2 separate regions of the Mus musculus genome follow, and region 2 is linked to region 1. Evidence: chromatin contacts called from public promoter capture Hi-C data. All regions are on one chromosome and are shown on one strand. The core of a region is the stretch at or near the end of the contact, and the rest is flanking DNA. Distances in the headings are between cores, read along the strand shown.

Evidence for each region. Promoter capture Hi-C pulls out the DNA fragments that hold promoters and counts their contacts.
Region 2: a promoter capture Hi-C map of pre-B cells shows a contact between it and region 1, with 5 times the contacts expected there. The contact joins the promoter of Cnot4 here to the promoter of Chchd3 in region 1. A contact is called at or near these places in 2 of 39 promoter capture datasets (liver and pre-B cells), 3 of 484 Hi-C or Micro-C datasets (CD4 T cells, liver and uterus) and 2 of 9 other capture datasets (adipose tissue and liver).

Annotation. Positions count from the first base shown.
Region 1 is chr6:33,057,627-33,063,802 of GRCm38.p6, forward strand. Chchd3 (coiled-coil-helix-coiled-coil-helix domain containing 3) reads right to left here and starts at 2,634. Exons shown (of 8, transcript NM_025336.2): 1 at 2,374-2,634. The coding sequence starts at 2,454.
Region 2 is chr6:35,130,872-35,137,047 of GRCm38.p6, forward strand. It overlaps Cnot4 (CCR4-NOT transcription complex, subunit 4), which reads right to left and starts at 2,866. Exons shown (of 12, transcript NM_001164413.1): 1 at 2,631-2,866. Gm33046 (a long non-coding RNA gene) reads left to right here and starts at 2,660. Exons shown (of 5, transcript XR_868974.2): 1 at 2,660-2,831; 2 at 3,377-3,699.

The sequences.
Region 1 (6,176 bases), core at 1,384-3,883:
ATATGCAGTTACAGTGAAACTCCAGAGAGGGAAATGCAATCAAAGATAACTTGTCCATGCCATAAGCTATACTAAATCCTACAAAGATCTGAACCCAGATTTGTTTGATTCCAATGCTCTTTCAAAGAACTTTGTAATTTTAAATGTGAAAGGAACCCTACCATAATGATGACCGCTTATTTATAAATCTACAAAGCAGCTTGGAAATATATAGATCAGTGGTACAGTGCTTGTCTAGCACATGGGAGGGCCTAAGTTTAATTCCCAGCACCTCAAATAATAATTAATAATAATGATGATAATCAACAGGTGTTTACATACCTTATCCTCTAATCCTAACCAAAGAAAGTGATAACATTCCACTTTAGGAATAAGGGTGTGCATCAGAGAAGCGACTTGTCCAGAGCCACAGGCTAATTAAAAATGTCAGCTTAATTCCAAGTTGGCTTTCTCCTGTCCATGACCTCAAGGAACCCAAAATGGCTCCAAGTCCTCCCAATTCAACAACATACCAGTTTTGAGAAAAGCTGCAAAAAAGCTATATTTTGTTCAAAAACAAAAACAAAAACAAAAAATAAAAAATAAAAAAATAACAATCTGACCGTGTCAAGAAGCCCACGAGACTTGTGAGCTAGAAAACAATAGAGATCCGAGAGATGTACGCAGCTCTACCAGTCTGAAGAACAAGAAAACTGAAGGAGAGAACGCTGGAGAAGATTACAGGCAATCCTTGAAAAGACCAGAAGCAGAGGAGAACCTTGCCAAGGGTGTTTGAAGAAGAGCTGCGTACAAATCAAAATAAGCCTGCCTGGGCCAGGACTGTAACAACAGAAATAAAATGTATCTGAAAAAGGAAATTTATGTCAAGTTGTATGGCTGAAAGACATAGTTGGGTTTTTCTTGTTTTGTTTTGTTTTTAAAGTTTACAGAAGCTCTTTAAAACAATCTTATCACTTGAATGGAATACATATCCCTGTTGCCCTGCCTATCACTCTACCCTATCTGATATTGTATCTAAATCTCTATGCTGTGCCCAAACTCATACAGTTTGTGTCACTGGCCTGTCTGTGATGAAACATGAGGAGAAAGACTTAATGCATTGTTCTAAACAGTTTTTTCATCTGAAATTTACTTTCCTTTTTTTTTTTTTTTTTTTAAGTTTTCAACATTCTAAGCCTTTTATCGACTTTCTTTTCCTTTCTTTTTTGGTTTTTTTTTTTCCCTCCACCTCTGTACAAAACTCAAGTATGCAGTAATTCTTATCTTACTACAAAAACTACCAACTAAACCACAGCAGGCAAAGGGCTCTATCACTAGTAGAGTGAGAATTGCTGGTCACAGACTCAAAAACTCAGTTCAACAGTCTGGGGTTTCTAATCAATAAAACTTTAATAAGTTCTTTTCAAAGTAACAAATTTCAAAGGAAAAAGTTTTCAAGCAGTTGAAATGTTTTTAAGTTTTTATTTCCTTGTAACTCTTACATAGTTAATTAAGAGTAGTTGTGTAAAAGCAGTAGACAGAAAATATAAAGTACTCTAAAACCTTCTGAAGTCATAGTGCTCTATTTACTAGATACAAGTAAGTGTACTTCCCAAAGCATGAAGCTCCAAAGTCGAGGCAAAGGAGAATATTAAAGTTGTTAGTGTGTATACTAACGCCCTAGAGGAAATTCAAGTTTTCAGTTCATGTATCAAGTACATGCAGAGGGCATTTAATAAGTCTCTATAACGATCCCTTAGAAGTTGTCTCAGTTCTACAACCTTGAAGGCCTGCAAACCGACCTCCGCCCCTAGCAGGCTGGCAGTTATAGGCCTGTATAGTCCAACTGGGTCAGGTTCATAACTTGGGCCAACAAACCACAGGGGAGGCGCCTGGGAAAACGAAATTATCAGGTGGAAGGGAAAGAGCCAGAAGCCAGAAATTAGCAGCAGGGTCAGGAATGACTTGAATGGTAATACCAGAAGAGGGGCAGGGAATAACAGAGGCAAAGAAGAGTAATCCTTAAAACACCAATTCACTCTGAGAAAGAACTGTGCGTGGAAAAGAAGGGCTTGGGTCCTGTACAGGAGGCACACGGACCAGCACAGTGAAGCAAGAGTTTTAATAAAGTCCTGCAACTAGTGAGCAAGGACGACCGTGGTGACCCGGCACCACCACCCCGGCACAGTGCATGGCTCCTGGCACACAACCAAGAACTTTCTCTGAATGGAGGTTCGGAGTCTTGAAACTACGAGCTTCTTCCCAGAGACCCAGACTTCTAGCGGGACAGCAGGGCGGGCCGAGAGCGGAGAAAGCAGGTGCAGCTGTCCCAGGCACATTTCAGCGTTGGGATCCGAGGTCAAAGGCTGCCCTCCGCCCGCCCACGGCACTCACCCGGATGCCCTTCACCACGGTGATGTTCTCGTTCTCGTCCGCCTCGAAGGTGACCCGGCGGGTGCTAGCGGTCCCGCCCATGGCTCCTGCTTCTGTCCCCGCAGAGTCTGGAGCGTGGACCTACGAGCACGTCAGGACCCACGCGCACACTTGCGCGTGAAAGCCCTGGACGCTTCTCTTGCAGGGCAGGAGCAAGGCCACGACCCCAAAAAAGAAGCAAGGAGAAGGCGCCGGTCCCAAAAGCCCGCCTCCTCCGGTCACGTGCCAGAAGTAGGCCGCTTCGGGTTAGCCCGAGAAGCAAACTGCCCGCCTCTTATCAGAAGGTGCACTAGGATTGGCTGGATTGGACCCGGATGCTATGGCAACAGGTGGTGCTTAATAGGGCTTCCGGAGCCTCTGAGAATAATGGGAATTGTAGTCTCGATCCGGAGCGATAGGTGCTGTGACAGGTCTCACTCCCTAAACTGTAAAGTGAACCGAGCATTCTGGGAGTTGTAGTCTTGACAGCCCTGAAGGCCTCCTTCTGGTCTACTTTCAAAAAAGTTGGTTCACCCAACCAGCTTGTTTTGCAGTTGACTCTAGAACCTTAGGTAAGTTAGGTAAATACAGGCTCTCAAAGCTAGATATGGAAGATGCACTCCCCTAAACAAACAACTTGTATATTCCAATTCACAAACCTGTAACAACTAAACTTAGCATTTTGCCACTTAGTCTTTTAAAGGGGCCGAGACTACATATGCCTATGTTCCTATCTTATGACTTTGGTATTTGTCAGTCTGTATGAAATGCAACTTTTAATGTAGGGCTTTCAAATCTACATGCAAAAATGCACAGGAAAAATTATTTACACAAAGATACAGACAGAACACTGCTTCTCGTGTTTGTGTCTCTTATTCACTTACATAAGTTAGATCACAGGATGATTAGACAGAGGAAAATGGTCCGTTCATGGAGGAGTTATAGCAGCGTTAGACAAAGTAGAGATGATCTGTTTTGGAAAGTTTCTAGCTTGGTACTTTACCTCCAAGAAGTCTAAAAATGTTAGGATAACCACACACACAGTTTCAGTTTTGTTGTTATTTGGTTATTTGGTTGATTTTAGGGTTTTTTTGTTTTGCTTTTTTGTTTGTTTGTTTGTTTGTTTGCTGTCAAACACTGTTGCTAAAAGTACAGTATGATCTTAGATTTATGGAGCCAGAGAAATACCCTTTCATTTAGAAATTAGATGGATGGGACTACTGATGTAGCTCAGTTGTCTATGCAATGCCCCAGGCCTGAGCTATGTGAAGGAGGAGAAAAAACAAGAGGGAAGAAGAAGAGTGGGGCAGAAGGGGGATGGGAGGGGAGGGGACAGAACTAGCTGAACAAAAATACCTTTTTCAATTTGCCCTTCTCAACATTAAAAGACAGAGAATACAGCATACCATGGCATCCTCCTAGGCCAAAGGGATCCACAATGTTGAAGAAATATTTTTGAGCTTCAGTTATTTGTCAGCATGTCAGAATCTGTAGCGCAAGACACTATGTCCCTCCCGCTGCTATATCCCAGCATATAGCAGCAGTGCCCTTCATCTCATTGTGTCGTTCTTTTCAACACATGTGCTCTAAATCACATGATATTCTCCTGCAGTTCTGAAACTGCCTGCCCCTGTCTGCGTCCTCCCATTACATCACAGTTGAGCTTGCTTCTCTTGAGAACCCAGATACACAGGGATTGCCGTTCCTTACATCGGGTCCTCCCCATCCATAAACACAATCACCTCACTTCCTACCCCATAGACGGCGTGTATTGAAGGGTGTTTCATAAAGCAGTTGCTCGGTCTATATTTACAAAATTAGAGGCTTCCATACGGAGAGTGAGGAGATACAAATAACACTTGTTAATGAGGATGAAGACCAAGGCTGAGAAGGCAATGGATGCCTTCCATCAGAGCACCAAAAGCATCCGGTGCTCTCCTCAGCAAAGGACCCAGAATACTTCCCAACTCCTAGTGTGTTTCAAGCAACACTAAGTAGATCTTCTTTTTAAAAAATTTAATGTATCGCCGGGCGTGGTGGTGCACGCCTTTAATCCCAGCACTCGGGAGGCAGAGGCAGGCGAATTTCTGAGTTCGAGGCCAGCCTGGTCTACAAAGTGAGTGCCAGGACAGCCAGGGCTACACAGAGAAACCCTGTCTCGAAAAACCAAAAAAAAAAATTTAATGTATCTTATGGGGATGTTGGGGGATACCCACAGTGACAATACAGTTCTCCCCAGGCCAGTTCCAGGTACATCGTCCCTACCATCTCTTCCTAAACTCTTGAGAACCAATGGTCTCCCCTTCGCTCTGTCTATAGCTTCTTCATGGCCATCTACTCCAAAGGCAGCATTCTCAAGCCAAAAACATAGGTTGGCTCAAATGAAAAACAAAACTCAAACTTGAACCTCTTAGATTCTCTCTCCCTTTTCTCTATTTTTGGCATCAAGTCCTCAAGTTTCACTGTGAAATTCACAGTACAAGAGGAAAAGCAGAGCAGCCTGGATAATGAGTTTGAACTCGGAATCATCACGGCAGACTAGAGAGAGGTAACACGGGGACTGTAAGCAAAATAAAAACATCCAGATGGAAAGAAAGAAGTAAAACTGCCTCCATCACACATGACATGATCTTATAAATAGAAAAACATCTCAAAGAATCTACTAAAAAAACAGTAATTTTTTTTTAAAGTTCAGCAAGGTTTCAGAATATAAGTTCAAAAAACTTCTTGTGTATCTCTATACACTACAACTAGCAAGCCAGAAATGAAATGAAGATATCCAGTCCATCAGGAATAGCATCACAAATAGCTCAAATGTCCACTTATTGATAAATGGATAAACATGACTCAGCATTTCCAGATAATGGAATAGTATTGAATAATAAAAAGGTACAAAGTGCTGGGATATGCTACGATATGGAAGAACCACAATGTTATGTGATAACATGAAACATTGTGACAGGGGCTGGAGGGAAGGCTCAGTAGTTAAGAGCCTTTAATGCTCAGGTTCAGTTCCCAGAACCCATGTGACAGCTCATAACTGCTAGTAACTCCAGTTCTCAAGGACAAGACCCGTCTTTGGAGCTCTGCAGGCACCAGGCATACACTTGGAACACAGACAGACAGACAGACAGACAGACAGACAGAATACATACATGATATAAATAAATGTATTTTAACTCTTCCCAAGAAAAACCCCAGACACAGAAAGACTGTATATTATGTGATCCCATTTAAGTGAAGTGTGCAGAATAAGCAAATCTATGGAACGCAAAAGTAGACTGGGTTTAGGGGCCTTGGAACACAGACAGACAGGTGAGTGGAAGATGGAGTTATAATTGGTACAATGTTTCATTGCAGAGCTGTTGATAGAAACAGGCTAAAATTAGTTTATGGTGAGGGTTCTACAGCCCTACCAATACACTAAAAATGACTGTTTTGTGCACTTAATCTTTTTTGACATGTAAGTTTCACATTAACAAAGGACAGAAATGTATTTATCATTCAATAAAGTCAAATGGGAAAGGTTTTTAATAAAAAAAGGTGGGACTTGAGACAGAGATCAGTGGCAGAGCATTTGGCTAGCATGGACAAAGCTCTAGTCTCAGCATCAAAAAGAGTGTGCTGAGCAAGGAGCTGGCTGTAACCATAAGGACCCAAGTTTGAATCTCCCAGCACCCACATAAGAAGCTAGGAGACAGGTGAGCACTGTGGTGCAGTTCCTAGGGCTCCTCAGTCTGCCAGTTCATCTCAAAGGATGAGGTCAGTGAAGAGACCTTGTCTCA
Region 2 (6,176 bases), core at 1,616-4,115, 2.1 Mb after region 1:
CAAAAATATTTATAAACTTCAGCTTACTTCCTCCTGTCAATGTGTTAAAGAACATTTTTACATCTTCTCTATGCTAGAAGCAAGAATTTGATGACCCCAGAGGAAGAAGAGAAATTATTTACGATATTTAGTGAGCCAAATAGCTTTACAAAAGAAAAGATGCATTAAAAAAAAATCACTCATCCCCTTCTATCAGACATTCTCCTTAGAACATACTGCTTACAATTCAGCCAAGTATGACTGCCAAGAGTATCTAGACAAGATTGTTCAAAGTGGCAAGCTTTTCCACCAGTATCTACTTTTTACTTGGAGTTAAAGACAAGTTATTGGTAAACTAAACGAAAAGTATTATTTTCTTTTTAACTTCAAGGTATAACTAAAAACAATGGATGCTTATATAAAATGCTTCCAATTTTTTAGAAGAATAGGGATTTATTCCATTTTGCCAAATTGGGGCTTAAGTGGCTGAAATAAAGAGCTTTGACCATGAGTGACAAGATGAAGAGTCAGGTGACTGTCTTCAAGTTCAAGGCTAGCCTGATCTACATTGCTGGTCAGTCAGAGCTACATAAAGACCCTGTCTTAAAAAAAAAAAGGAAAGAGAGAAAGAACAAAAGAAAGAACGAACGAAAGAAAGACAGACAGACAGACAGCCGAGGGGGAGGAGGAGGAGGAAGAGGAGGAAGGAGAGGAAGCTTTATGAGCAGCTTTTCTAACCTTAGTTTACATTTTTAAAAACTTTTCACAGCAACTTAATATAACATCAAATATAAGAATAGTCAAGCTTTATAGGTGAAATATGTAAGATTTACAATAACAGTAATGTGTGAAAGTAACTAGAAGAACTGCGTTTGTATTTACACTTAAGTTGTTACTATTTCCCCCCAATAAGCGACATACTTCATTATGAGACTGTTATTGTGACTTTAAATATTTTTATATATATATTAAGAACACAATGTCTTATGTTCAAACTTGACATGTGTTTATCTGACCTATATAATCTTATTTGCTGTTCTGGTAATTCTTTATGTCACTGTGGTGTATTATAGCAAATACTCTAACTCCTGATTACACAAACTAGTGCATTTCAATTCTGCTTTCACTCTACTGTAGAGACCATAAGCCACCCCTTGCTCTTCAGTTTCTAGCTCTTACTTACTACAGGTAATAACAGCTAAGTGCCATTGAAGCATGCGTATGCTCAGCTTTGTGACTTCTTTTCTCAGCCCCCATAGTTTCTATGGGAAAAAAAGGAATTTAAGTTTACCCCAAAATATCAACTTCTCTTCATACATACCCAATGTGTTTTTCCATACAACTTATTCTGATAACTCCTATCCTAGAAATGTCAAAAGAGGGAATTTCCCAGATCAAAAGAGAGGGGGGAAAAGTCAAATTTGCACCCATCACAAATAAATGTTATCAATTAACATAAACATCAATATAACGGAGCCAATAATTGATACAAAAGGAATCTGTAACCCACATACAATCAAAATACCATCTGTATTTATTTGCATGTGGTGTTCGGGGATGAAGTGTGTGTGTGCGCGCTAGATTCACCTGGTTTTGAAATTCTAAGCTGATCTTTATGGGTATAATCAGAGACAACATCAAGTGTCCTGAGGAATGGCAATTCAGGAGAATGCTGAGTAGCACGGAGAAGGTCGAAAATGAAAAGAGGGGTAAAAAAGGATAGCAAATGAGCAACAAAAAGATCAAAAAAGCAAAACATTCCTTTCCCGAGTAGCCCGAAGAAAGCTCTTTTCTCTTAACGTTAATAGTCTCCCACTCACTTCATTCACTTCCTAACTTCCTTTACTTTTCAAGGAACAACACGGGGCATCATCTCCCCTATCCTGGAGTGTGTGCTCAAAGAGTCTGCATTGGAAAGAGGGAAGGAACCGACAATTCTCAAGTAGGTTAAGAAACAGGTGGGTTATACGGAGCAACGGAGCAGCAACATGATTTAGATACTCACGAGGTGGCTTTAAGATGACAGATGCGGTTAAAGGAGACTTGCACATCGGAATCAACTCGGGTCTGGCAGACAGACTGGGGGCTGACTGCAAGCACCAGAGGGGAGCAGAGGCTAGATCCAGAGCAGCCTTTCTGGAAGGGATGGGGCAAAAAGGGGCAAAAAAGCCCACCAAGCAGGACGGGTGGGCAGTGAGCAGCAGCACCCGTCAGAGTGGAAATGATGGCTCTGGCTTGGGAGACCGGGGCCAGTAGGAAAGGACGTCAGAGGGGAAAGGAGGCTGGGGAAACAGGAGGACCAAGACCTAAGGATACTGTTGCCAGAAAAATGCGGGGAAAACTGGTGATGAGAAGCCCTCTTGGGTTCTCAATTGAAGAAATTCTCCAAGGAGAGCCGGCGCTCGCTGCCGCGCTGCCTCCAACCCGGCTGCCTTTTCCTGGTGATAACTGCTGTGGCGTAGAGGGGAGAGGGAGGAAGAAGAGGAGGAGGAGGCAGCCAGAGGAGGAGGAGGAGGGTGAAGACGAGGCGGGCGGGGGTGGGGGGGTGGGGAGAAAGGGGGGTGCGGCCTGCACAGTCCCAGCGAAGCCTCCGCTCTCTCGTAGCCGGTCAGCGCCGGGTTTCCCCTAAGCCCAGCCCCGCAGACACTCACCCGCCTGCCTTGCCTCGCTTTTCTCTTAGCCGACTCCACGCGTTGCCGAGTCCTCACAGGAGACCAATGAACGAGAGTCGGCGAAAAAACTCTTCAGAACCGGGCCTGACTGCTTCAGTGAGTCCGACCTTTACGGCTGAGAGAGAGACTCTCAGCTTTCGGTGGGTTCCACGGCTAGACGGGCCACCATCTTACATTAGGGTAAGACTCCTCCGGCCTCCGCTGCGCAGGCGCATGCCGATCCGGCTGGGCGGGGCGGGGGAGGGGCGGGACAAGCGGCAGGCGGGCGAGTGGGAGGTTGCGGCGGACTGGTCCACTGCACCCTGGGAGTTGTAGTCCTCCGATAGTAACCGCCCCGGGGCAGGCCGGGAATTGAAGTCATCACTAGAGAAGGCGCTCGGGAACTCGTTCCTCACGTGGCTACTGGAGCGCCGGCTTTCTTCTTGTTTTGCTTCCTCTTCTGCCCGCGTGTGTGGCTACTGTGTCATGTGGTCGGCGGTTTTCACTAATGTTAGCTGAAATGTAGGAAACCAAAATTCTACGAAACTTAACTGATTCGGAGGAAGCTAGGACGTGTCTTTTTCTGCCCCGCCCGCCATAGATAGGTATCTGACGGGGGCGGTATGGTGGTAGAATCAGGTTGAGCATTGCAAGAGCGCGGGATTTGATCTAGAGTGGGGAGTTGATACTTTTGGAAAAGTGAGCGTTAATTCGTTTCCCGGTCTTTGCACGTCCTTTACCACCAGTACAGCTGAGCTCATCCTCCTTACTGGAAAATCGCCAGTGAAGAAATACCTGAATTGCCATGTGCACATTTCTCAAGAGAACGCGGGCAGTCAGAGTAGCATGAGTTGCTGATGATGTGAAAGCATGTGGACTTACCTGCAAACTGTTGCTGGCTGCACAGAACTCTTCCAGCCTGCACAGAAGTGTGCGTCAGGTTCGCAAACTGCACAAGTAAACACGTCTCAAAGGACATAATACAACCGCAGCCGGTTCGAGCACCGAGAAATTCTAAATAACAAAATCAATTTACTGAACTTCCCGGGTTGCCTCCCAGAACTCTGGTGTAAGTGGCGCTCCTGGAGCGGTCGATTCTGTTTATTGCCTATATTCTTCATCTATTCATATAAGTGCTGAGCTCCTTGGTACCCAGTTCAGTGCCATATGCTGGGAGCATACAACAGAGACCAAAAACACAAATCTGTCCCCATTCTAGGGTGTGTGCATGTAGTGGGGTTTGGAGAAGTGAAAGGAACCAAGTTTTCAAATCCAGGATTAAAATACGTAGGATGGGACTGTGGATGTCACACAGTGGTAGGGCGCTAGTCTGGCACACTTGAGGCCTGAAAGCAAAAGGTTTAAGGGGAGGATTTAAAACAGAAAAGGGAAATGTAAGGAAAGAAATTGAAGTTTTAAAGTCTCAGTCTCGCTGGACGTGGTGACACAAGCCAGGACTCTGAAAGCAGAGGCAGGTGTATCTCTTTGAGTTCAAGGCCAGCTTGGTCTACAAACCATGTCTAGAGGCAGAAAAAAAAAAAAAAAAACCACAAAAAAGGCAACCAGACCAGTTTCTTTGGTGTAAGAGAGAGGAAATGTTGGGGGGCAGGGGGAGGGGCATAAAAATGACTCAACTTATTTTACACAGGAATGAAATTGCTAAAAATTATATATGTGTGTGTGTATGTGTATACATATATATACACATACATATATATGGGTGTGTATGTGTGTGTGTGTATATATATATATATATATATATATATATATATATATATATATATATCACATTTGGGCATAGTGGTATGAGACCTTGTCTCAAAGTAAAAAAGTTAGGTGCTGGAGAGACAGTTCAGTGGCGAGAGTACAATTCCCAGCCACCACATGGTGGCTCACAACCTTTTGTAATGGGATATCTTCTGGTGTGTCTGAACAGAGCTACGGTGCACTCACATATATAAAATAAGTAAATACATTTTTTTTAAGTAAAAAAAGTTAAAGCCTGGAACGTAACTAAATGATAAAGTCCCTCCTGGCACAAAACCCTGAATTCAATCTTCAAAGGTTAAAAAAAAAAGTTACAGAGTAATATACAGTAAAATTATCTATATTTCCATAAACATGATTGCTCTAAAAATATAATAAAATGGTTATTTGCTAGCACTTGGAACAAAATCTTCATGTATGTGAAAGTTATGAATACTAACTGATTGAAAGAAGTGTGTTTTGGTCTCTCTCCGGTAGGCAACACGCATCTACCCTTAGTTACACCACTAGATTATTTCTTAATGTGCTCCTCATTTGTTAGAACTAAAAACACCAACAGCTTCGTGTTCATGTGTAAAGCAAGTTAGACTTTGGATAATTAGATGTAAGTTGTATTCAGATAACCATACACAGGTGTTTCATTTAGCAGTCATGAGAGACACAAAGTGGTTCTTCAGATAGAATTCTGAAGACTGGCTCTCCCGTTTCTGCAGGGAGGGTAGCACACTGAGCTCCTGCACTGTGAGAATCCAACACTAGGAAACAACGTCACTTTCGTTGTTGGGTTTTGGCATTTTGTTTGGGGAATTTTGTTCTGTTTTGTTTTTGAGACTGGGTTTCTCTAATGAAGCTCTGGCTATTCTGAAACTCTGTGGCTGGCCTTGAACTCAGAGATCTGCCTGCTTCTGCTTCCCAAGTGCTGGGATTAAAAGCCTGAGCCACCACTGCCACACACAATATCACTATCTGCTTATTGATGGAGACTGACTGACACAAAGGGACAACTACTAACTAATGATATTCACTACCCTTTCAGGCCTGGTCTTTTATTACATTAACAACCAATTTTTACATGTTAATATATGTGTATACATATATACTTATCAATGTAACAATTCTTTTAAGATGCAGGAATGTCTCTTTTTTATTTGTTTTTTTTTAAATTTATTTATTTGTTTACTTATGTATATGTGTATGCTGTCGATCTCTTCAGACACACCAGAAGAGGGCATCAGATTCCATTACAAATGGTTGTAAGCCACCATGCAGTTTCTGGGAATTGAACTCAGGACCTCTGGGAGAGTAGTCAGTGCTCTTAACCACTGAGCCAACTCTCCAGCCTTTATTTGGTTTTTCAAGACAGAGTTTCTCTGTACAGCCCTAGATGTCCTGGAACTCAATTTGGAGATTACAGTGGCCTCCAGCTCCACCAGCCTCTGCCTCCCACACCTAACTCAGGATTATTCATTTCTCATTTATTTCTACTTTATTATTTTTTACCTCTGTGTACCTGTGTAGTTCTGTGTGTGAGTGTGTATATGTGACTATCACTGGTGGAAGAGGCCTGAGCTGTCAGGTGCCCCTGGAATTGGGATGGCAACCAGGTGCGATCAGCCCAGTGTGGGGGATGGGAACTGAACCCAGGCCCTTCGGAAGAATAGCACATGCCCTTCACTACTGAGCCAACTCTCCAACTCCAGGAACACATCTATAAAATTACATACACATCAAATTCATACACATCAAACACATAATGTGGAGTTAGTTAAATAGAGGGCT